Linked DNA regions of Mus musculus: all the other regions are linked to region 6. Evidence: chromatin contacts called from public HiChIP or PLAC-seq and promoter capture Hi-C data. All regions are on one chromosome and are shown on one strand. The core of a region is the stretch at or near the end of the contact, and the rest is flanking DNA. Distances in the headings are between cores, read along the strand shown. Region 1 holds the start of Rasl2-9 (RAS-like, family 2, locus 9). Region 2 holds the start of Sbk2 (SH3-binding domain kinase family, member 2). Region 3 holds the start of U2af2 (U2 small nuclear ribonucleoprotein auxiliary factor (U2AF) 2). Region 4 holds the start of Shisa7 (shisa family member 7). Region 5 holds the start of Zfp579 (zinc finger protein 579). Region 6 holds the start of Zfp78 (zinc finger protein 78). Region 7 holds the start of Isoc2a (isochorismatase domain containing 2a).

Region 1 (3,239 bases), core at 107-2,606, 1.2 Mb after region 6:
CTCATGAAACTGGAATAAGCCTTTGAAAAGAAATTTGTCCTTGAAGCGTGTATCTGATATCAGCACTGGATCATAGAACTTGCTGATTTTTGACCTTGTATTCAAGTTAACTGCTCCCTTGGTATATGTTTAACACCCTGTGCATATCTTGATTCAGTCCTTAGTTCATGTGGCTCGGTCACTTGGGGCTGGGGAGAACACGCAGTGGAAGAGAAAGGCCCAGCCTGGTGGATCTCTGTGAGCACCACGGAGTGATCTGTGCAGGGTATTAACCAACAGCAGACTTCCAGGATTTCCCGAGGCTGGCAAGGGCTCCTGAACCAGTTACCACTCCTTCTTGCCAGTCTAACAGGGTGGGAAAGTCCGAGCCTTAGGACCCAGTTTCCGTTCTGGTTTCTTCCCTCCTGACCACCATCGGTTGTTAGTTGCCTTGAGTTGGGAACGTTTGCATCGACACCTGTAAATGTATTCATTCTTTAATTTATGTAAGGTTTTGTTGTACTCAATTCTTTAAGAAATGACAAATTTTGGTTTTCTACTGTTCAGTGAGAACATTAGGCCCCAGCAACACGTCATTGTGTAAAGAAATTAAAGTGCTTCAGTAACTGAAAAAAAAAAAAAATTTCCTACTACCTATGATATCAAGCTTGGCTTTCTACAAGAGTTCAATCTCTGACTCTCATTTAATTCTTCCATTCCTTCACACACATATATATATATATATATATATATATATATATATATATATATATACTTTTTTTTTTTTTTTTTTTTTTTGGTTTTTCGAAACAGGGTTCTCTGTATAGCCCTGGCTGTCCTGGAACTCACTTTGTAGACCAGGCTGGCTTCGAACTCAGAAATCCGCCTGCCTCTGCCTCCTGAGTGCTAGAATTAAAAGTGTGCGCCACCACACCCGGCTCTATATTTCTTTTATATTTGACATAAGATCGCCTTTTTTTTTTCCTTTGTCTCTAAAAACAAATTGTGCAGCCCGTTGCTTAGGCAAAAGGAGTTTTGTCAGAAAAGTTCAGATCTAACAGATCTGTTCAGGATGGCAGGCAGTTCACTGAGCCAAGCTGCCTTCCTCTGTGTCCCTGTCATGAATCCTTGATTCGGTACAATTCAGTAGGCTTCATCCAAGAAATGCAGAGATGGTTCAGTAAGTGAAAATCAGTCCTGGAAGGTAGCTGGAAGGACCCGGCAGAGCGCAACACGAGGGTTGGTTGTCCTTCGGGTGGGCACCGCAGCGGCGGGCGGTGCCCAGCTTCCCTTCCCCCACAGTCTGGTACAGAGTCTGCCTTCCCGCGCGCTCTTCCCGGCCGCTGCCTTTAGAGGGCGCACGTGCAGCAGCCGCTCTCTCCGGCAGGATCGCCGCGATGGCCGCCCAGGGAGAGCCGCAGGTCCAGTTCAAGGTCGTCCTGGTGGGCGACGGCGGCACCGGAAAGACGACATTCATGAAGCGCCACTTGACCGGAGAGTTTGAGAAGGAGTATGTAGCCACCCTGGGCGTGGAGGTGCACACATTAGTCTTCCATACCAACAGAGGACCTATCAAGTTCAATGTGTGGGACACAGCCGGTCAGGAGAAGTTCGGGGGGCTGCGCGATGGCTACTACATCCAAGCCCAGTGTGCCATTATAATGTTTGACGTAACATCAAGAGTTACTTACAAGAATGTGCCTAGCTGGCATAAAGATCTAGTGCGTGTGTGTGAAAACATCCCCATTGTATTGTGTGGCAACAAAGTGGATGTTAAAGACATGAAAGTGAAGGCAAAACCTATTCTCTTCCACCGAAAGAAGAATCTTCAGTACTATGACATTTCTGCCAGAAGTAACTACAACTTTGAAAAGCCTTTCTTCTGGCTTGCCAGAAAGCTCATTGGAGATCCTAACTTGGAGTTCGTTGCCATGCCTGCTCTTGCCCCACCTGAGGTAGTCATGGACCCAGCTTTGGCAGCACAGTACGAGCATGATTTAGAGGTTGCTCAGACGACTGCTCTCCCAGATGAGGAAGATGACCTGTGAGAAAGTGAAGCTGGAGCCCTGCGTCAGAAGTCTATTTTAGGCAACTGTCCTGTGATGCCAGCCAGCGGTGCAGTGTGTGTGCCACCTTATTTAGCTAAAGGAGATCGTGCAATTCATTGGGATGCTGAAGGAGATGAATGGGCTTCGGAGTGAATGTGGCAGTTAAAATACACCTTCATTTTTTTGGACTTGCGTATTTAGCCCCCTGGAACAGAGTTGTTCTGGATTTCAAAGATAAGACTGCTACCGTAGCATCACAATAGTCAGTGGTGAAATCTTGTTTGTAACTGTCATTCCCACTCTTTCATTTAGAATCAGAATAAAGTTGTATTTCATATTTGAAATATCTTCTAAATATCTTCTAAAAAAGAGAAAAATAAAATCAGCAAATGTAATCTATCACATAAACAAATTAAAAGGGGAAAAAAAACATGATCATATCTTTAGATGCACAAAGGGCCTTTGACAAAATCCAACACCTCTTTATCATAAAACTCCTTGAGAGCCTAGGGATACAAAAGACATACCAAACATAGCAAAGGCAATATAAAGCAATCTGATAAGCCGGGAGTGGTGGTGCCTTTAATTAAATGCCTTTAATCCCAGCATTTGAAAGGCAAAGGCAGGCGAATTTCTTTTTTTTTTAAGATTTATTTATTTATTATATGTAAGTACACTGTAGCTGTCCTCAGATACTCCAGAAGAGGGCATCAGATGATTGTGACCACCTTGTGGTTGCTGGGATTTGAACTCGGGACCTTTGGAAGAGCAGTCGCGCTCTTAACCACTGAGCCATCTCGCCAGCCCCCAGAGAATTTCTGAGCTCAAGGCCTGCCTGGTCTACAAAAGTGAGTTCCAGGACAGCCAGGGCTATACAGAGAAACCCTGTCTTGAAAACCCAAAAAAAAAGCAATCTGATAGCAAACATCAAATTAAAGGGAGATAAATTCAAAGCAGTTCTACCAAAATAAGGAGGAAGACAAGCTGTCCACTCTTTACATATCTATTGACTATTATACTTGAAGTTTTACCTAGAGCAATAAGACAACTGAAGGAAATCAAGGGGATACAAGTTATTTTTCAAAAAATAGTCAAAGTATTGATGTTTGTAGATTATATAATAGTATACATAAGTGACCTTAAAAAAATCCACAAAGGGGGTTGGGGATTTAGCTCAGTGGTAGAGCGCTTGCCTAGCAAGCGCAAGGCCCT
Region 2 (3,083 bases), core at 69-2,568, 1.4 Mb after region 6:
TCACTAGGTGGCAGAGGGTAACCTCGAACTTCTGATCATCCTTCGTCCACCTCTCAATGCTGGGATTACAGGCCTGTGTTATGATGGAGATTTACACAGTGGTGGATATGAGCTTCCAGAGGTTCATGCAGGGAAAACAAAGACTGCAGCCAGAACTATAATCCCAACCAGGAACCTACACTTTCTAGATTTAACAGTGAGTTCACCAAATGAACCATGGTGCCCCGGACTGGACTTGGGAACAGGAAAAGGACCTTGAGGACAAAGATGGTGGGTAGGATGGATGACTATTGTTGAAAGCTTTGCTAATTTAGTGATGAATCTTGGGTAAGATGCTGACCTTGGGGCAAGCTGTGTGAAGGGTCCAAGGGACCTTGGCAACTGTGTGTCTTTTACAACTGTGTGACCTTTGTGATTGTTTTTGTAAAACTAAAAATATCTACAAAATAAAAAGTGTATTTTGGACAATGAAGTGAACCCACGTGGTTCTCGGTGCTTTAAACCCAACAGCTGTCCCGCAAAAGGGGTACAGTCATCCTCGATCCCCAGCTGCTCTGCCACCTGTTTCTGGTCCCCAGTCTGAGGTCATTTCTCATGACATCATTTTAGAATCCTCTCTTATTTTGTTCCTAAACAGGACCCCAGTGCATGGCTCCTGGATACACCTCTCAAAAGATTTGTTTGTCAACAGGGCGCCAGAGTCAGGAGCTGAGGAACAGAGCAGATGGGATCAGATTAAAGAAAATCCGAGACCTTTTGAGGGAAGAGGCCAGGGGCTGCACCCCTAGATCTGAAAGAAGGCTAGGGTCAAGATCCTTGGGTCAAATGGAGGAGCGCTGGATTCCTGAGTTTGAGGAAAGCAGTTTCGTTCCGGGGATTCCGGGCCTGAGGAAGATGGCTGGGGTCTAGAATCCTGGGCCTGAGAGAGGAAGGCTGCTCCGGATCCTTGAGTCTGAGGGAGGAGGGCTGGGGGAGGGGATCTTGGATATAAGGGAGAGAGGATGGTACCTAGACCCTCTCTAGTCTGAAATAGGAGGGATGCATTCTAGATTCTTCCATCTGAGGAATGAAGACTGGAGTGTGGACTCTGAAAGAGAGGAAGCAGAGCTGGGGTTTGCATTTCTGGGTCTGATAGAAGGCTTCCTGAACCCTTGGGTCCAAGGGAGGAGAGCTAAGCCACACTGGTGTGGTCCAGCCACAGCCAGTACTAGGATTCAACACACGATGTCGCTCTGCCCCCAATGGGGGGCAGAAGGGGCGGGGCAGAGGGCGGAGCTTTACGAACCCCCAGAGTGAGGGCGGGACTTGCTCCTGAGCAGTCTGATGCTGGCAGGAACCCCCGAAGTGCAAGGCGCTAACTGCAGTAGGCAGAAAGGGATCAGACAAGCCTTGGAGAAGGCGAAGTCTGGAGCTCTGAGCCCAGGTCAGAAGTAGGGCAAGGTTAACCGGCCTGAGGGAAGGCTGCAGTTGAACAGGAAAACAGGTGGCAAGAGTCCTGGCCCCTCGACAGGACAAGAGACACCTTGAAGCAATCGAGTGCTTTAGTGTTGGGGACAGAATCCAAGGCCCAAGTTGTGTGAGTTTTAGAAGTTCCTGGGACAGTAATAAGTTATGATTTGAAGCCCTAGTCTGAGGGAGGAGGGCTGAGGGCTGGAACCCTGGGTCTAAGGGAGGAGGCCCGAAGTCTGGAAGCTTGGGTCTGAAGGAGGAGAGCCGAGGTCTGGGACCTTGGATCTGAGGGTAGATGGATGGGGCCTGGAGTCCTGGATCTGAGGAGGGAGGGCTGGGGTCTGAGCCCTGAATTCGAAGGAGGAGGGTTGGGGTCTATTTCTCTGGGTGCTGGGGTCTCGAGCCCTGGGTCTAGGGATAAGCTTCTGAGCTGTGAGACTTGAACCACAAAATGATTGAGTGCTAAAGGCTTGGGACAGGTCCAAGTGACAGCTACAGGCAGGACCCGGGTGTCCCAAGCTGTGGAGAGCCCCACCCTTCCCTGGAGGCAGAGAGCACCTGTTTTCTCTTTGGAGAGAAACCGCTCATCCACTCTGGGCCCAAGTCTGTTTGCTTTGGAAACAAGATGGGGGGTGTCTCGATGACTTGGTTCATCTTTCACCCTCAGGCCACCAGGTGGCAGTGGGAATGGGGGGGGGGCATCTGACCTCTCAGTTGACCTCACCTCACACAAGTGACTGTTTTCCACTCCTCAGGGTCTCTTACTGAATGGAAATGAGTCACAATAAGAAGTGGTGATGAGAAAGTCCAGGTCTAGACTTCTTCCTCAAACCTAGAGTCCATACCCCAGCCCTCCTCCCTCAGACCCAGGAGTCCAGCCCTCAGCCCTCCTCCCTTAAACCTTGAGGTCCAGACTGTGGTCCCCTTCCCTCAGACTCTGGAGCCCAGACCCTGGCCCTCCTCCCTTGGACCCAGGAATCTAGACCCAGCCCTCACCCCTCAGAAGTCAGGTTTCCTTGCTCTTCCTCCCCTAGGCATAGGCTAGCGAGCTCTGAGTCCTGGGTCACAGTCCTTTTGTCTGTCTTGCAGAAATGCCAGGCAAACAGTCAGAAGACAAGCCAATGGAAGTGTCAACTGTGGAGGATGGAGGTGATGAAGGCCTGGGAGGCCTAACGGTAGAGGAGCTGCAGCAGGGGCAGGAGGCTGCTCTGGCCTTGGAGGACATGATGGCTCTGAGTGCCCAGACCCTGGTCCAAACTGAGGTGGAAGAGCTGTACGAGGAAGTGCGTCCCCTGGGCCAGGGCCGGTTCGGCCGTGTCCTGCTGGTTACTCACCGCCAGAAAGGTACTGGATCTTGGACACAGGCATGCTGTAGGGTACAGCTGAGAGTAGAGATTTCAGGCCAAGTCCAGGGAGTCTTATAAACCTCAGTCAGATCTTCCTTCCCCACTTTATTGTTGGGCTGTGCATTTCAGGGAGTTGCTTTAACCTCTCTGAGCCCCAGAGTTTTCCTTTGAAAAGGTGAGAGACCAGGAGGCTGACAGGAAGGCTGTTGTGAATTTGAAGCTGGCCTAGGATTTACACAGTGAGTTCCAGGTTAGTTAGCCATGGCTGCGTAGAAAGATTACCATCTC
Region 3 (2,944 bases), core at 130-2,629, 1.3 Mb after region 6:
CAAGGACACTCAGAATAATTACTTTTCCACGTGTACTGTTTTAGCTACTCTCTCCTCAATTCCAGCTTCATTTCAAATAATTCTCAAGGTCTCATCCAGTGCCCCAACACAAGACAGCTTAAGTCTCAACCCTCAAGAAATTTAAACTCTTCGGTCTCAAAAAAGAAGAGGTTGTAGAGAATGTCTTGTAAATCAACGTTTTCCTCGGTATCCCTAAATCCGCCAGCACCAACATAGCCTGCTTGCCTTTCTGATCCAAATTCATAGTACAAGATCTTACCTTGGGAGCACCTGCCTCCACTAACCTGTTAATGGGCCAGCTCCCTCTTCCCCATTCTGTTGAATATTTTACAATCCCTATAGTGTAACTGGCTTTAGGTACCCGAGTTTGGAATGATACAGGACCTGGGCTTTGCCTAAAACCGATAAGTTTAGGGATTGTTAGGGATATGGAAAACAGATATTGTCTGCCGCCAAAAAAAGCCCCAAGGCATACATGATTTATGCTCAACAGGAGCACAAAGAACGCAGACTTCCCTCTTTGGCGGGCAAACAAGTGTAGGACACATTTTTATCTAAGACACCGCAAAGCCGGAGACGGAGACGGAGACAGAAACATCGAGGTAGGAGAGTTCTGGAGAAATCAAAAAAATATGAACAGGCTCGAAACCTACAAGCAGCGGGAGATTGCACTGCCAGTCCACGTGAAGGAAAAGGAAAGGAGGGGGGGGGGCTGATTCACCACCGCCATTTTGGAAACAAAGGGGGCGTGGAGAAAAGAAAAGTACGCACGACCGGAAGCGGAAGTGCCAAGGCAGCAAAAGAAAATGACAGAATTTAGAGACCAAAATTCATCTTTCTCAAGTAAAAGACAAAAATTTAAAACGACAACAGAAAAGCTTCACATTACGGAATCCCGCGCGCTCTCAAGGCATCTACTTAACAAAACGCGCCGCCTCCGCCGAGACCACGTGGGCGCGGGCTATTGCGGCGCGCACGCGCCCTGAGCCTCGCCCGCCACCCCTTCCCTCAGCGCCGAGAGGAGGTCACGTGAGCTCGGCGCGCGCGGCACGGACGGGGGGGTGGGGGGGTAGCGTGCGGCCCTAGGGAAGCGAACAAGAGAGGGAAATGGCGGGGGGGCACAGGGCGAAGCAAGAAGCCACCCCACAACCCCGGCGCCCTCACCTTGTTTATTCTCGTTGAGCTGCCGCTCGAACTCGTCGAAGTCCGACATGCTTAGGCGGCCGCGTAGGGCCCTGTGCAGCTCTCGCCTCGCCTTGCCGCCCGCCCGCTCCGGCTACTTCCGCCGCTGGCTTCGGCTACTTCCGGCCCCCGCCGGCACTCCGTCGCCTACCTAATCAAGCCCCAAGCCCCGCCCCTCCCAGGCTCCACCCCCTCGTCCCGCCCGACCCGCCCCCCCCCGGAACTTCCCCGAGCTCGGCTCCGAAGCCTGTCGGCTGTTCTCGGACGGAGCAGTCGGAAGGCGGCGGTCGCCGTCAAAATCACCCGAAGCGAGGATTATGCCGGCTGCCCGAGTTTCGGTAACTTTTCGGAAACTAGCGTTTCAACGTTCGGAGGATTCCGCGAGTCTTCGCGTTCCCCGACACCAGCCCCCTCTAAAGACACGGATTTTCCTACAACTCAAACCGTCTGTCTCTGGCCTCCTCTGGAAATCCGTCCCACCCCTCGCCGACCCTGTCCAAGCGGTCAGTCACTTCCAACAATCCTAACCGTCCGGGCCTTCGGCTCTTTCCGAAGGTTTCCAGCGCTCGCTCACCGCCCCTCTAGAGATTAAGCCCGATTCTAGTCTTCGGCTCTTTCCGGAGGCGCCACAGGGTCACTCCGCCCCTTCCGGAGAATATCGGTCCCTTCCGCCACTGCTTCGGGAAGGTCTCACGCCCAGGAGGGAAGTTCGGCTCTTTCCGCTCTTGCTTCGGCTCCTTTCGGCTTAAAGACCCGAAAAGGGAGGGAGGACTGATGGGAGGTGGGCCAGATAGCTACGGGGGAGGGGGCGGGGTCTCAGCTTTCGGTCCCTAGCTCTCTAGGAGAAAACTGAAAAAACTGACCTCGCGGAAGGCCAGAGAAAGTGTGTGGGACAGTAGCAGCCAGTGCGACAAAGGGTGTTCGAGGCCGCTGCGGAGGTTGTTAGCTCAGCTTGGGACGCCTGCGCACGGTGATTGGAGAGGGGTTTCTGCGCCTGCGTAGCGGTCTAGGGCACGTTTTTCTCAGCGCTCCGGAGGATCCGCCATTCTAAATCCACATTGCGCGTGCGCCCGATCTCCTCCCACACACCCCTTCCCCCACCGCCAACCTCAGCCCCCAAGGCACTAACTTCAAGACGGTTAAACCTGACTGCTCTCTCCCGGTTGCCAAGGCAATCGCGTTAAATTGTCCGCCCCTGCTCCTGCTGCGCAAGCGCCGAATGTGACACCTCCGAGAGATCTCCTGACCCCTGGCGGGCAGGCGGAAAAGAGTCTACCCAGCGCCCCGGTACCTCCTCCGGGCTGGCTCAGCTAAACGTTCATTGAATCAATGCCCCAGGCGCTGCCTTCTTAAAGTCGTCTTACCTCAGTTTCTCCTACTGCTCCGCTTCCCACCTCTGCCTCCTGGGGCTAATTACACCCTACCCTCCCCAACCTCTCTAGAGGCTTCTGGCTGAGCGCTCCTGTCCCAGTCTCCGTGGCGACGGCCACCCCTTCCCAGCATATTCCCTTCCTAGTAAGACCTGGGGCCCAGTTTATTGAAAATTTTCATGTCTCTTTAATTTAAACTCTCAGAATAATACTCTGTCTTTGCATGGGATGCAGATGGGCTACTCCTGGCTAAGGAGGCCTAGCTGGCAGCCCCTGCGGGGTGAAATGGAGACGGGGTGCCTAGCGTGTGCGGCCGAGAAGCAGGGCCCAGTGCTCAGGAAGGGCAGCTTCTAGCCCTGGCGGTGCCCCGG
Region 4 (3,459 bases), core at 928-3,427, 1.5 Mb after region 6:
GACAGCTTCTGGGAGACAGTTGTCTTTAAGGGTGTGGTCTCACACTCCACAAAGTATATGAGCAGCACATATTGGAATCAGTTGGTTATTAAAAGTAAAAAGCACAGCTACCATTGACGGGGATGGGGAGGTGGGTTTATCTGGGAGGAGCTTAGGAAAGGAGTTGATGATGAGTATTGTCTTAGTTAGGGTTTTACTACTGTGAACAGACACCATGACCAAGGCAACTCTTATAAAGAACAACATTTAATTGGGCTGGCTTACAGGTTCAGAGGTTCAGTCCATTATCATCAAGGCAGGAGCATGGCAGCATCCAGGCAGGCATGGTGCAGGAGGAACTGAGAGTTCTACATCTTCATCTTAAGGCTGCTAGGAGAATACTGCTTCCAGGAAGCTAGGGCTGTGTTTCCCTCAGTCCAATAATTGTAGCTGAGTGTGGCCAATACTGTCAGGTTGGGGAGGAGAGGGAGGAGGGAGCCTGGGCCACGTCTTAGGAAAGATTTGGCGTTTCACAATAACCGAGCCATTGTCTCTTTCTCTCTCACATACATTTACATACCCACATAAACATGTACGTACACACACACACACACACACACACACACACACACGCAGTCTGCAGAGTACTTGTCTAGCTTTGGCAAGGCCCTGGGTTCTATCCCAACCAAATCAACATCAACAAAGAAATAAAACTCATGTGGGGAGAGTGCTGTCCTCTGCCGCAGATCGTGCGCGCGCAGGTTAGGAGTCAGCTCCCTTTTAGAGAAGTCTACATCCATGCTTTGGTGTTTATCTTCTTACCAGGAAATTCCATAGACTACTGGGGCCACAAGCAAGAGAAAAAGCACCTCTCTTTGTTCCTAAACTCTATATTAAAATATCTTTAATAAACCTCAACTATGCTTCATTGAGAAAGAAAGAGTACAGGAGCTGGCCACCATCAAATTGGTGAATAGTCAAAAGATTACATTATGTGGCCTGGGACAAAGAAGGGAAACCAACAAATCCCATAAACAGTGGTGGGGTTTAACCAGGGAAGAGAAGTGGAGGTGCAGGATTTGCATTTTTTGGTATAATTTTCTGGAGATAAACTTGGCTGGACTGTTTGATTGCCAGTAATGTGGTTGATTATTCTTGTTCCACCAAGAGAGAGTTGTGTAAATTCGTTGAGAGTTCATGAGTTCGTTGGGTCTGTGTGTGGGAGAGCTGAGAGCTAAAGGAATGACCCAGGAAAGATGAGACTAGTGAAGAAGATGGACATGGAGGTAGACAAGATAACCCAAACCATCTGCTCTTAGTGGTCCCAAGGCAAGAGCATACCAAGATGGCGGGGAACAGCTCAACCAGGCAAGTGTGAGGGAGAGGTCACCTGGAAAACAGGAAAAAGAAGTAGTTGACTGGAGAAGCGATGCTGTCAGAATAAGGGAGATCAAGATGAAGAGGTGCTCCTCAGATTCTCTATTCCGGAGATAGGGCTTCTTCACTTCCTCATCTCCTTTGCCTGCAGATTCAGAAGATCCTCAAGGAGCCAGTCACAGACATCGGACTGTTAGGCTTCTTCCAAGGCAAGAAAAACTCCCTGTTGCCCAACTCCAGGACCTGACTTGAAGGAAGCACCCACCCTCCTTGTCACCCAGACGTTGATGGATGACTTTTCCTTCATCCATGGATCCCAAGAGTGGTGCAGTCCGCCAGGAGAACCGCCCCCGTGGGAGAGGAGGCGTGGTTCTGTCTTCCGATTGGGCAGCTGGTCCCGGAAATGCAAATGAAATTCCTTGATGCTGGGTGGGAATTGGTTTAGAGAAAGGTGGAGGTGGGGCTGGGCCCCGGGCCACTTCACGAAGCGGGAAAAGGAGGGGGAACAAATGTCACAACTGGGACCCTGTCTCGGAGAATAAACATTTATGTGACTGAGGACCGAACCATTATTGGGTTTAGGGGGCATCACGGGGGCTACAAGGGTCTGTGGGAGGAAGAAAGTGGGGTCTCCTCCAGGTGGGGTGGGGGAGGCGCCTCTCCAAGCTCCAAGCCGGCGCGAGACACAGGCGAGGGCTGGCAGCGGCCACATCTGCACTGGGGCCGGTGCGCATCTGCAAAAGAAAGAGCTGCCGGCCAGGGTCCCCACCACGCAGCCTGCCGCCCCCACCCCCATCAGCGCGCGCGCGCCCAGCCCCGCGGGCTGGCAGACACGCGCTCGCTCTGCCTACCCTGGCTGGCCCCCACGCTGCCACCCCCGATTCCCTGAAGGTCCCGCATCCGGAAAGTGAGGTGAGCGCATCCGTACCTGGTGAGGAGGGGTAAACTGAGGCACGGGGGAAAAAGAGGGATGGGGAGGAATGGACAAGTATGTGAATGGATGGGATGGACAGTTGCTGCTCCGTGGTCCTTACTCGCCCAAGACGCAGAATTCTGCAGCCCCTTGGAGATCAGAGTGTTCAAACTCTACAGACGCCCCTCCGCCTCCACCGCGTCAAACCCTCACCCGAGATTCGCAGACTCCATCCCCAGCCTGGGGGCCTTTGAAGGCATCCCGTGTCCACCAGAGATGCAAGGACCAGTCCAACCCCATTGACAATCAAACTCACCCACCGCCGCCGCAGATCCTAGCAGCCCAGCCCCCTCCCACAAGTTACCTAGCCCAGTACACCCTCCCCGGGGACCTAGGAGTTCCATCCATCCTCCGGAGCCCCTTGGGACACGGGCGTCGGAGCCCCGGCCCCCGCGTTCCGGTTCCAGGTGTCCCCTCCGCACACCCAGCCCGAAGCCTGCGTCTCGAGGCCGCGCTCGCGTCGCCATGGCAACGGGAGTCTATTTTGCGCTGGGAACACACAGCTCCCTCCGCAGCGCCCCCCACCCACTCTGCTCAAGAGTGAGGGGCTCAAAGGGCGGGGAACAGTGCAGTGATGAGAATGAGACACTTAGAAGGGACAGAATCCCGGGACAGACAAGCAGAGATTGAGAGAGCCCCTGACAGAGGAACTGGGTGTGGAAATTACAAGGAGGCTACAGATCCAGGCGGGGGAGGTTGGGGATGGAGGGCCCAGACAGAGATCCGGACAGAGCCCTAGACAGACGCAGAGATGCAGAGGAACAGAAACCCGACGGCAGAGCCAGGTTAGAAAGAGAGAAGACAGCCGGCTGCACGTAGGCAGGGGGCCTAAGAAGAGAATGGACGGAGACTCTAGGCAGGGACCCCAGACAGCCCAGACAAAGTAGCGCTGCATGTGGTATCCACGCTATCCTTAGCAGGCAGGGATTTGGGGGTCTTTCCCAGCGCCACAGTAGCCAGGACCTGCTACTCTCCTCTCCCTCCTTCTACAGGTCCCCAATCTTGCCTGCTTTCCGCATTCCCACCTCAAACCGACTTCCTAATCCCTGAGATTCCTAGGAACCCCTTCCACATGCTCCTACCCCCTTCCCTGATCTGTGCCCCCACCACCACCTCCTCAGCCGCCACCT
Region 5 (3,313 bases), core at 268-2,767, 1.4 Mb after region 6:
ACATATGTGAATGTATGTTTATGTATATGTGTGTGCAGACACACAGGTGGAGAAGTCAGAGGCCCACCCACAGGAATCGGTTTGGTGATCTCTTTCTACTCTGTGGGTCCTGGATAGCTCAGATCATCAGCCACGAGTCAGGCGCCTTTGCACTGAGCTATCTTGCCAGCCCACAATACCTATACTGAAATGTTTTTTTTTTTTTTTTTTTTTAAGATTTTATTTATTTACTTATTATATGTAAGTACACTGTAGCTGTCTTCAGACACTCCAGAAGAGGGCGTCAGATCTCGTTACGGATGGTTGTGAGCCACCATGTGGTTGCTGGGATTTGAACTTCCGACCTTCGGAAGAGCAGTCGGGTGCTCTTACCCACTGAGCCATCTCACCAGCCCCCTGAAATGTTTTTAAAAAGAAAAAGAAAGCAGCCGCAATGGACTGGCACAAGTATAATACTGCATGTTTCTGGTTTCTCAAGGGTAAATTCCTGGAATTACTAGCATATCAAAGCTTTCCAAACCTCTACTCACCCAGACACGTACAAAAGGAACAGTTTACCCAGCCTCTTGCCAACTATGTTTGGCATGAAGTTAACCCTAAAGAAAACAACACTGTAATGCAGGCAGATAACTGAAACGGCCCTTTTTCTCCATCATATATACTTTGAGATGTGGCCCATGTAGCAGGCTGAAACATTAAAGCTCCAAGTTCCAGAAACGTAGTTGCCAAGGAAGACTAGAGGAATGGCATTCACTCCCATTGAAAGCCAGCTCACTGTCTCTTCCATCCCCTTCATTCCACAGCACTTTGCCCAAAACAAGAGCTTCCCTCGTCACACCGTCTGTGACTGACTCTTGTTTGTCCCTTTTCATCATAGTATGAATTTTGCCTTTATCGATCCAGCACCAAGGACAGAGCCAGCCCACAGTAGGTGTTCTGATAAAACTGGTCGGGTTGTGATCCTGGGGCTTACCATAAAGGGAGAAACTGAGGCTCGGAGAAGAGAGAATTGCTTGCCCAGGCAACCAAGGGACAGTGAGAGTCAGGCTCGATCATAGAGGTGCACTCCTTGTATCATTGATGTTCACTCTCAAGCCTGTATCACTCACTGCTTCGTTCATCTCCATCTCTGCCTTCTTCAGACCCAGCAGCCAGCACAGTGCCTGGCACCGGCAGGGCTTGATAAATGCCTGTTTGTTGAAAGAATGAATGAATATGTGTTATCTGCTGGGAAATGGAGGAGGGGTGGAAAGCTGGATCCAGATTCCCAGGCTTGCAGCCTCCTCCTCCTCTGAGGGTCCAAAGGACAGGCCTTCAGCCCCTTCCCCTCCCGGGATCCAGGAGCCGCAGCTCCCTCCTCTGCTCCCGCCCCCCCCCCCCCCGCACCCCCACCAGGTCCCTGGCCCTCCGCTTCCGGCTTCTCAGCCAGTCTTTCCTCTTCTGGCCTCCGACCAAGCACCGGGTTTCCGGGGGGAAGGCTTAGGCTGTAACACCGAGCCCAGCCTCCTTCTCCACCCCCACCCCTCCCACTACGCTCAACCCCCTCCCTCTCCGCCACCACTGTCCGCGATCGCCCGGCCGCAGGGAAGGAAGAAAGGAGCGCAGGAGGTGGAGGTAAGACCGGCTCCCTGAGACTGGGGCGAGCCCCAGGCCCTGCGCAGAGCAATCTGCAAGGCCTCGACCCGCTGCCTTAGTTCTGCAGATCACACCTACCCGGAACAGATAGACCCCCTCTTGGACCTAGATCCCCCGACAGCCGGCAGGTTCCACGCCCTCCCCCGACACCACGCCCGGCCAGGGGTCTGGCCACAGCTTTCTCGCTGAGGATTTTCTGCAGCCCAGCTCCCAGTCCACTCCTCCCCCTTGTCTTGTGAGTCAGGGCCCCTTACCCAGCTTCTTCCTTCACCCGGACTCAGAGGCTGCGTCTACCTGCAAGAGTCTAGTTCGCCTATCTGGTTCTATCTGAGACCCAGGAGTCCTACCTTTCAGTCTTCTTGCCTGAGACCCAGGGATCCAGAAATCAGCCCTTCTTTAAACCCAGGAGTCCAGGTCCTCCCTCAGACCCAGGAGTGCAGACCCCGACCTTCTTCAGACCCAGGAGCCCAGACCCCAGCCCTCCTCCTTCCGATCCAGGAATCCAGACCCCATTCCTCCTCCCTCAGACCCAGGAATCCAGACCCCAGCTCTCCTCTCACAGACCCAGGGGCTTAAGCCCGGCTACCCACTGGTCCCTCCCAGCCCCTGACTTATGGACTTTTTATTTCCAGGGCCTCTTGACTTTGAATCCCACCCTACTTGGGCCCCAAGGGTGGACTGGTTCCCAGCCCCTCCAGGAATGTTCAAGCCCCAGGGCACTAGAGCAAAATCAATTGGCTGACTTTGTCTCCCTGTGTCTCCTCTGTATGTGTCTTGTTCTGTCTTCCTGACCGTTCCCACCTCTGATATCTATGTTTTCTTTCTCTCTATCTCTCTCCTTTGTGTTTCTCCTGAACTTGGCCCCCCTTTCCTACGTCTCCACAACTCTCTCCTCTCCTTTCCTGTGTCTATCCCCTTCTGCCTCCTCACCACCTTCCTCTCCCGACTTTCATCTGTATCCTCTTCTGAACTGTGGATCTACCTGCCCTGTACCTCTGCTCTCCTCTTCACCTCACCCCACATCTTTCATCTCTTCTCCCCACCCCTGCCTCTTCCCCTTTTCCCCACAGGCATGGATCCACAGCCCCCTCCACCCGCCCAGGGCAGCCCACCTCACCGTGACCGTGGCCGAGGCCGAGGCCGTGGCCGTGGCCGTGGCCGAGGCCGTGGTCGTGGCAGAGGGGGTGCTGGAGCCCCTAGGGCGCCTCTGCCCTGCCCAACCTGTGGTCGCCTCTTCCGCTTCCCTTACTACCTGTCTCGACACCGGCTGAGCCACTCGGGTCTCCGGCCCCATGCCTGCCCTCTGTGCCCCAAAGCTTTCCGCAGGCCTGCCCACCTTTCCCGCCACCTTCGTGGCCACGGGCCCCAGCCCCCGCTGCGCTGCGCTGCCTGCCCACGCACCTTCCCGGAGCCAGCCCAGCTCAGGCGCCACCTGGCCCAAGAGCACGCAGGTAGCGAGGTGGATCTGTCCACGCAGAGGGCAGTGAAGGAGGAGCCTGAGGCCAGTTGGGGTCCGCAGGACGAGGGAGTGGAACAGCCCGCCACGGTGGTGGTGGCCGGGGCTGAGGAGGAGGCGACCACACAGTGGCCCGCAGGGGACTCGGCTCCTGCGGCTGTCCCCACGAGTACGGATCCTCGGGAATCAGAGGCCAAGGAGGCCGAGGCCGGGGCAGCGGAG
Region 6 (3,236 bases), core at 499-2,998:
AGGCATCAGGAAGAAAGAGCCACTGGGCCTGGCTTGGGCGTTTGAATCCCCAAAGCCTACCTCCAGTGACATACTTCCTCCAGTAAGGCCACACCTACCCCAACAAGACTACACCCACTCCAACAAGGCCACACCTTCTAATTCTTCTCAAGTAGTAGCCTGATGACTAAGCATTCAAGTATATGAGCCTATGAGGGCCATTCTTATTCAAACCAGCACATTTCACTCCCTGGCCCCCTTAGGCTTGTAGCCATATCATAATGCAAAAATGCACTCAGTTCAACTTCAAAGGCCTTCATAGTCTATCACAGTCTCAACACTAAAGTCCAAAGTCAAAATCTCTTCTGAGACTCATGCAATCTCATAACTGTAGCCCTGTAAAGTCAAAATTAAAAAGCAGATCACATGCTCGCAACATACAATGCCAAAGCATACACATTATTTCCAAAAGTGGGGCTGGAGAAATGACTCAGCAGTTAGGAACACTGGATGTTCCTCTAGAGGACTGGGGTTCAATTCCCAGCACCCACATGGCAGCTTACAACTGCCTGTAACTCTAGTTCCAGGAGATCCATGCCTCCAGCCATGCATTTGGTGTACATATTTGTGCATGCAGGCAAAATATCCATACAAGCAAAAATAAATAAATCTTTAAAAATAAAAACACATTCCAAAAGGGAGAGAAAGGAGCACAATAAGAAAATCAATACTGGACCAAAGAACAAAGACGGAAAACAAGCAGGGCAAACTCTAAATTCTGCATCTCTGTGTCATTCAGATCTCCGAATCCTTTCAGCTTTGCTGACTGCCACGTACTTCTCTGTCTTGGGCTGGTTCCACACTCAGGCTGCAGCTACCCCACGACTCTAGTATCTCCAACATCTTGAAGTCTCCAACACAATCCTATCTTCACTTTACCCACTTCCCTCAACGGCCTCTCAGGATTTCTATGCAGGGATACAATACTCCTGTCAGAAAGCTCTTTGAATCCTTTCCTTTTGAGTCGCTATGGACACTTCATCACGTAAGCATGGCTGTGTAAATCATTTATCTGAGTGTGGGTTGCACACGCCTGTAATTACAGCACTTGGAAGGCTGAGTTAGGAAGATCAGAGTTCCAAACTCATCCTCTACTTACATAAAGAGTTTGAGGACTGCTGGATTACATGACATTCTGTCTCGAAACATCAACAAAAGGACTGGCATCTGGTGATCAACCTCAGCTCCTGTCCTCTCCTGGATGGGGTTTGGGACTGATCCTCTAATCCCGTTTAGCGTCTGCGATGATCAGCACCGACTCTGAAACTACCTTGAGTCTTGTCAGCCATCAATCAAGAGCAGTCAACAAGGTATTTATTACTTTGGAGATTCCAAGCATTTAAGTGCTGTAATGCAGATCACTGGAAGACACACTTATCATCATACATTTCACAGTTCTCTCACAATCACAGCACTTATTTCTCTCAGACTCTGTCTCCCTCTCTCACACCGAAAACTTACAGCCCAGTTCCTTTCACACACGCACGGGCCTGGCACACCCAAGCACAGACTTAGATCCGGACGCCCAGTCGTCTGAGCTTTCGTGCCCCCTAGATTCCACGCAACCGCCTGCCTACCTCCAGACAGAAAACACAGGGACCACGAGGATCTCCCCTGCCCGCAGCGCTCGGGCTCCCACTCCCTAACAAGCGCCCGCTAGCTGCCTTACCCAGACGCTGTCAACCGAGGAACGCTGGGAGGTTTCCTACAAGCTATGTGTGCGCAAGCGCAGCCTCTGCCAGCGACGACCTAAGAGCTTAATCTGAGAAAGGTGGGGCTGAAGGGGCGTGTACTCAGCGAAGTCTGCGATGAGAAGCGGGTACTACGGAGAACAGTTTCTTAGACTGAGGGTGAAGGCAAAGCTAAGCAGAGAAGAGCAAGGGTCTCAGAAGTTTGATGTGAGGGGCTGGGCTTAGATAGGAAGGTTCCCAGAAGAAACTGGAGTAAGGGGCGGGGCTTGGTGGAGAAGGGGCGTGTTCTCAGCAGAGTCCCTGGAGAGGGCGGTACTAAGTGGGTAAGGGGCGGGAGCTTATCCGTATTAGGTGAGGGGCGGGGTTATCAAGTAGGGCGGGTTCTCAGCTCTGTGTGAGGTGAGGTGAGGGCAGGGATTAGAGGAGGGGCGGGTTCTCAGAAGAATCCGAGGTGAGGGCGGGGCTTAGCAAGAACGGTTGGTCTCCGCCTCCGGAGGTGAGGGCGGAGCTTGGAGGAGAAGGGGCGGGTTCTCAGCGGCTCGTGTGAGGGCGGTGCTAAGCATTGAAGGAGTGGGTTCTCGGCAATCTGAAGGGGCGGGGCTTAGCCAGTAGGGCGGTTCTCCTCACAGTCAGAGGTGAAGGCGGGGCTTGAAGAAGGGGCGGGTTCTCAGCAGATTCTAGAGGGCGGGACTTAGTATAGAAGGGGCGGGTTCTCAGCAAAATCTAGAGGGCGGCGGGGCTTGAGGCGAAAGAGCAGGTTTTCAGCGTAGTGCATGGTGAGCCTGGCGCTAAGCAGAAAAGGGGAGGGTTTACAGCATTCTGAGATGAGGGGCAGGGCTTAGCAAGTAGGGAGGTTCTCCCCGCAGCCCGAGGTGAGGGCGGGGCTTGAAGGAGAAGGGGCGGCTTCTCAGAGGAGTCAGAGAAAAAGGGCAGAATTTGAGGAGAAAGGCACCATTTAAGACTGTTTGCAGAACGGATTGGAGCTGTGACAGTGTGTGGCTGAGTGCGTGATTATACAGAAGGGTTGCCCAGGATTCCTAGCCGTGTCGGTTAGGGCGAGTCTTGCGCCAGCTCTTTGTTAGGCTCCCCACCCTTTCGTGAGGCTTCCCTCACACTCTTTTGTGAGCCTCCTTGATGTCACTGTCCCTTACTTAACCAAGCTCGATCTTTATTGTTAGTTTTTGAGATTATAATTTTTGTAGAGGGAGATTTGAGGTGGTTAGCCCAGACTAACCTCCGAAATGGGTAACTCTTGATCTTTCTGTATCCATTCGTTTTCTTCCAAATTGAAATCAATGGTGTGAGCCCCCACGACGCAAGGCTTGGAAGTTTGATCTTTGCGGGAAAGCTTTGCTACAATAAAAACAGCCACTATTCTACATCTGATTGTCTCCTCCCTCCCACTCATGTTGATCACCTCTGGGATCAGCAAACCAGCATATGTTTCACCTACAAAATGGGAATGTCATAATGTTGGAAGCAGCAAATACGACAATGTCATAGGAA
Region 7 (3,450 bases), core at 358-2,857, 1.5 Mb after region 6:
ATACCTAATAAAAATGGGGAAAAAAAAAAGATTTGCCTTGGTCATGGTGTCTGTTCACAGCAGTAAAACCCTAACTAAGACAGGGGGGATATGGAGCCTGAACCAGCCATCTCCTGTAATCAGGCAAGACTTCCAGTGGAGGGATTAGGATACCAACCCAGCCACAAAACCTCTGACCTACAACTTGTCCTGCTCACAAGATGTGTTGGGGTAAAGGTGGCCCAGAAATGGTGGGAGTAGCCAGCCAATGACTGGCCCAGCTGGAGACCCAAGCCACCAGAGGGAGCCCAACCCACTACCTGGGAGGCTAGATAGCCCAGAGACCTAGGATAGAACCAAACACTCCTGGCAGCAATAAATATTTTTTTTAAAATTGAGATGCCTAATGGTATAGATTGGTGCTTGGCCCAACTGTCATCAGAGACACTTTATCCAGCAACTTATGGAAAGAGATGAAGAGAACCACAATCAAAACATTAGGAAGAACTTGGGGAGTCCTGCAGAAAAGAGGGGGAGATTGCAGGAGTCAGAGAGGTCAAAGACAACAAGACAACCCACAGAATCAACTAACCTGGGCTCATAGGGGCTCACAGGGACTGAACCAGCAACCAGGGAGCCTGCACGGGATTGATATAGGCCCTCTACATATGTGTTTGGGTTGTGCAGCTTGGTCTTCTAGTGGAACTCCTAACAGTGGGAGAGGGGCTGTCTCTGACTCTTTCCTGCTTTTGGGACCCTTTCCTCATCCTGAGCGGCCTTCTCCAGACTTAATACTAGGGGAGGTGCACAGTCTTACTGCAATTTGATGTGCTATGTTTGGTTGGCGTCTGAGGGCAGGCATGCCCTTTTCGGAAAAGAAAGAGCAGTGGAGGGAAGGAGGGCTGTTGGGGAGGGAGGGAGGAGGGGAAACTGCAGTCGAGATGTAGTATCTGAGAGAATAAAAAAGAAAGAAAAAGTTCAGGCCAGCTAGGTATGATCTGCAGACGAAACGGAACCTGGGTGAGAGCTGGGACAGAAAATAACCAATCTAAGGGAGACAATGAAAGAGTGGAGGTGGGACGCGCGTGTGAAAAGTGAAGAGGGTGTCTAGACTGCAGAGAGATTTCGGGACATCGTGGGGGTCCTGGAAGGAGGCCTCAGCTCAGTAAAGGAAACCTGTCTTAGGCTGGGGTAAGTGACCTCCTGCGGACAGACTGGGGATGAGGTTGCTTAATTGGGCAAGTGGTTACTGCACACCACTACAGGAACCCAGATTTCTAAGCTCTGTGTCTCTGGGACGCTTTTCTTCTTGGAAGAAATGGGCGTGAGAATCGCCCACTCCTGGGGCTGATACAAAACTTAGCTCTGGAGAAGCTTGAAGTTCCTCCCTGATGATCCATCCTGAGACCAACTGGAGCCCCTCCTCAGCTGGACACCCCGCAAACCTTCCGTTTCCTCCGTCTGTAAGGACGGGCAGTTGGACTTACCCGGCGGTACCAGGTTCGAGTGCAGCAAGTCCCTCCACTAGGTCCCTTCAGCGCACTCTCCCCCACTGGACTGTCACTAGTTCCGGGCTGGGTCACCGTTTTGCCCACTTTGGACACGAGGTCTGCTCCCCTTACGTGTCTACCCCTCCCTCCCGAGCAGGCCAATCAGCTCGCGCCTCGGCTGCGCCCTGTAAGGGGGAGGGGCGGCTAAGGCGGGTCAGTCATGAGAATCTGATTGGTCCGCAGAAGCCTAAGGGGTGGAGAGATAGCGCACAGAACCAATGAAGAGCCGATGAGGGCTTGAGAGGCGGCCTCTGCTGAGAGCTCAGATTCTAACTGGGAATGAAGGTAGAGGTTATCAGGTTGCACCTTGTATTATTGCTGCGCCTCACAGTTACAACCTGCCTTTCTTATCTGAGCTAAAGGTACCTGCACCATCGTGGGCTACACACTGAAAGCCTGCTCCCTGAACCCCACTAAAAGACTGGCTTGCAGGGTTCAGCAAGGTCTGGACCTGATTTCTGTAGAAATCTCTAGAACCCTTATTTTGGAAGAAGAGAACTGAGTCCTGCAACTTGTCTTCTGACCTCTGCAGACCTGATGTGGCGCAGGCACGTATGCAAAGACAGAAACACACACACCACAGAATAAATAGATGGGAAAAATTAAGTAGATACAAGCAGGCATGCCATTGATGAATCTCAGGATTCCATGGATTCTACAGAGGCCAGGCTTCCTGTTCCCAGGAGTCATTTGGGCCTCAATTTCACCCCTCTGGAGGGAGCTCTGGAGTAGGGTGTGAGCCTGGAGGTGAAGTGATTGACCTGTGGCCTGGAGGTACTGGCACCCCTCTCAGAGACAGGATCCCTCTCTTTCCAGCCAATGCAACCCCCTCCCAAGTCTCCATTTAAAAGCCCTCAACATTCATCGCTGAGGTTGACTCTGCCTAGTCTCGCCTTGCTAAAGAGGCTTTTGTTCCCCTAATTGGCTATCTATCTCCAGGCACTTTCCTCTGCCTCTGCACCCATACACTGTCTGTTTTATATTCAGGCCCAGTTATGTTTTAATTGGTCATGTAGGAGACGCCCAACGAGCACCCTCCCCTCTTGTCTGCACTTTGTCTTTCTGTATCAGTTCTTAACCAGCAAGCTACAGGCTCCGGAGTCTACCCATCTACCCCATAAGACAAGCACGGTGTTAGGGCTCACCCGCACTCCCAGGGTGACCTCTCATTCTGGAACCGTCAGCCATCCAGTCCTTTGCACACTTGAGGAGTGTGCTCTGATCTGTATTTCTACTTCAGAACATTCAGCCGTGCATCCTAGAGCCCGTGCAGTCCCTCGGGGTCTCTCAACTGGGCCCTGAGATCTGTACGCAGTGAGACTTCTGTTTATACATTCCCTGGGGCTGCAGCCCAGGGACACCTGGTCCCCACAACTGGAGGCCCTACTGCTGGAGGTTCCTATATAGCCAGATTTTCAGAGTAGATGGCAGGAGGCCCCAAGGCTAGGTTCCAGCACTACTGGCATGCATTTATTGTATAACTACTGTATACTAGGCCCCAGAACTCAACACTGAGCAAAGTCAATGAAAGTTCCAGAGGCTGTCTCTAGGGCAGTGATTCTCAACCCGTGGGTCGAAACCCCTTTGGGGAGGAGTCAGTGACCTTTCCACTGGGGTTACATGTCAGATATTCTGCAAACCAGATATTTACATTACAAATCATAACAGGAGAGAAGTACATTTATGAAGTAGCAATGAAAATAATTTTATGGTTGGGGATCACCACAACATGATGAACTATATTAAATGGTTGTAGCATTAAGAAGGCTGAGGACCACTGCTCTATGTATGGGCTAGCAGGAGGTAAAAAGTGGCCCAATTAACTCTTTTAAGATTTTTTTTGGGGGGGGGAGTTTCGAGACAGGGTTTCTCTGTGTAGCCCTGGCTGTCCTGGAACTCAACTCTGTAAACCAGGCTGGCC

The links. Promoter capture Hi-C pulls out the DNA fragments that hold promoters and counts their contacts. HiChIP or PLAC-seq counts read pairs in DNA pulled down with a chosen protein or histone mark.
Region 1: an H3K4me3 HiChIP or PLAC-seq map of stem cell-derived neural progenitor cells shows a contact between it and region 6, with 4 times the contacts expected there. The contact joins the promoter of Rasl2-9 here to the promoter of Zfp78 in region 6. A contact is called at or near these places in 2 of 39 promoter capture datasets (cranial neural crest and embryonic stem cells) and 1 of 115 datasets of contacts at active chromatin or transcription factors (stem cell-derived neural progenitor cells).
Region 2: a promoter capture Hi-C map of pre-B cells shows a contact between it and region 6, with 3 times the contacts expected there. The contact joins the promoter of Sbk2 here to the promoter of Zfp78 in region 6. A contact is called at or near these places in 2 of 39 promoter capture datasets (cranial neural crest and pre-B cells).
Region 3: a contact with region 6 is called in an H3K27ac HiChIP or PLAC-seq map of extraembryonic endoderm stem cells, with 5 times the contacts expected there. The contact joins the promoter of U2af2 here to the promoter of Zfp78 in region 6. A contact is called at or near these places in 10 of 39 promoter capture datasets (the 3T3-L1 cell line, cranial neural crest, embryonic stem cells and 6 more) and 5 of 115 datasets of contacts at active chromatin or transcription factors (astrocytes, embryonic stem cells, extraembryonic endoderm stem cells and 2 more).
Region 4: a promoter capture Hi-C map of embryonic stem cells shows a contact between it and region 6, with 4 times the contacts expected there. The contact joins the promoter of Shisa7 here to the promoter of Zfp78 in region 6. A contact is called at or near these places in 2 of 39 promoter capture datasets (cranial neural crest and embryonic stem cells).
Region 5: an H3K4me3 HiChIP or PLAC-seq map of embryonic stem cells shows a contact between it and region 6, with 5 times the contacts expected there. The contact joins the promoter of Zfp579 here to the promoter of Zfp78 in region 6. A contact is called at or near these places in 4 of 39 promoter capture datasets (the 3T3-L1 cell line, cranial neural crest, hippocampal neurons and 1 more) and 1 of 115 datasets of contacts at active chromatin or transcription factors (embryonic stem cells).
Region 7: a promoter capture Hi-C map of embryonic stem cells shows a contact between it and region 6, with 4 times the contacts expected there. The contact joins the promoter of Isoc2a here to the promoter of Zfp78 in region 6. A contact is called at or near these places in 2 of 39 promoter capture datasets (cranial neural crest and embryonic stem cells).

Annotation. Positions count from the first base shown.
Region 1 is chr7:5,124,067-5,127,305 of GRCm38.p6, reverse strand. Rasl2-9 (RAS-like, family 2, locus 9) reads left to right here and starts at 1,356. Exons shown (of 1, transcript NM_009028.2): 1 at 1,356-2,364. The coding sequence starts at 1,377. The coding sequence ends at 2,027.
Region 2 is chr7:4,962,641-4,965,723 of GRCm38.p6, reverse strand. Sbk2 (SH3-binding domain kinase family, member 2) reads left to right here and starts at 1,318. Exons shown (of 4, transcript NM_001146329.2): 1 at 1,318-1,423; 2 at 2,539-2,793. The coding sequence starts at 2,541. It overlaps Sbk3 (SH3 domain binding kinase family, member 3), which reads left to right. Exons shown (of 4, transcript NM_001200041.1): 4 at 1-464.
Region 3 is chr7:5,060,578-5,063,521 of GRCm38.p6, reverse strand. It overlaps U2af2 (U2 small nuclear ribonucleoprotein auxiliary factor (U2AF) 2), which reads right to left and starts at 1,379. Exons shown (of 12, transcript NM_133671.3): 1 at 1,186-1,379. The coding sequence starts at 1,234. Ccdc106 (coiled-coil domain containing 106) reads right to left here. Exons shown (of 5, transcript NM_146178.2): 5 at 2,737-2,944.
Region 4 is chr7:4,843,414-4,846,872 of GRCm38.p6, reverse strand. It overlaps Shisa7 (shisa family member 7), which reads left to right and starts at 2,177. Exons shown (of 6, transcript NM_172737.4): 1 at 2,177-2,268. It overlaps Isoc2b (isochorismatase domain containing 2b), which reads left to right. Exons shown (of 6, transcript NM_026158.2): 6 at 1,508-1,913. The coding sequence ends at 1,603. It overlaps Gm36127 (a long non-coding RNA gene), which reads right to left. Exons shown (of 2, transcript XR_881804.2): 2 at 1,888-2,090.
Region 5 is chr7:4,994,305-4,997,617 of GRCm38.p6, reverse strand. It overlaps Zfp579 (zinc finger protein 579), which reads left to right and starts at 1,517. Exons shown (of 2, transcript NM_026741.2): 1 at 1,517-1,614; 2 at 2,706-3,313. The coding sequence starts at 2,708.
Region 6 is chr7:6,361,820-6,365,055 of GRCm38.p6, reverse strand. It overlaps Zfp78 (zinc finger protein 78), which reads right to left and starts at 1,748. Exons shown (of 5, transcript NM_001025163.1): 1 at 1,709-1,748.
Region 7 is chr7:4,875,210-4,878,659 of GRCm38.p6, reverse strand. It overlaps Isoc2a (isochorismatase domain containing 2a), which reads right to left and starts at 1,607. Exons shown (of 6, transcript NM_001101598.1): 1 at 1,467-1,607.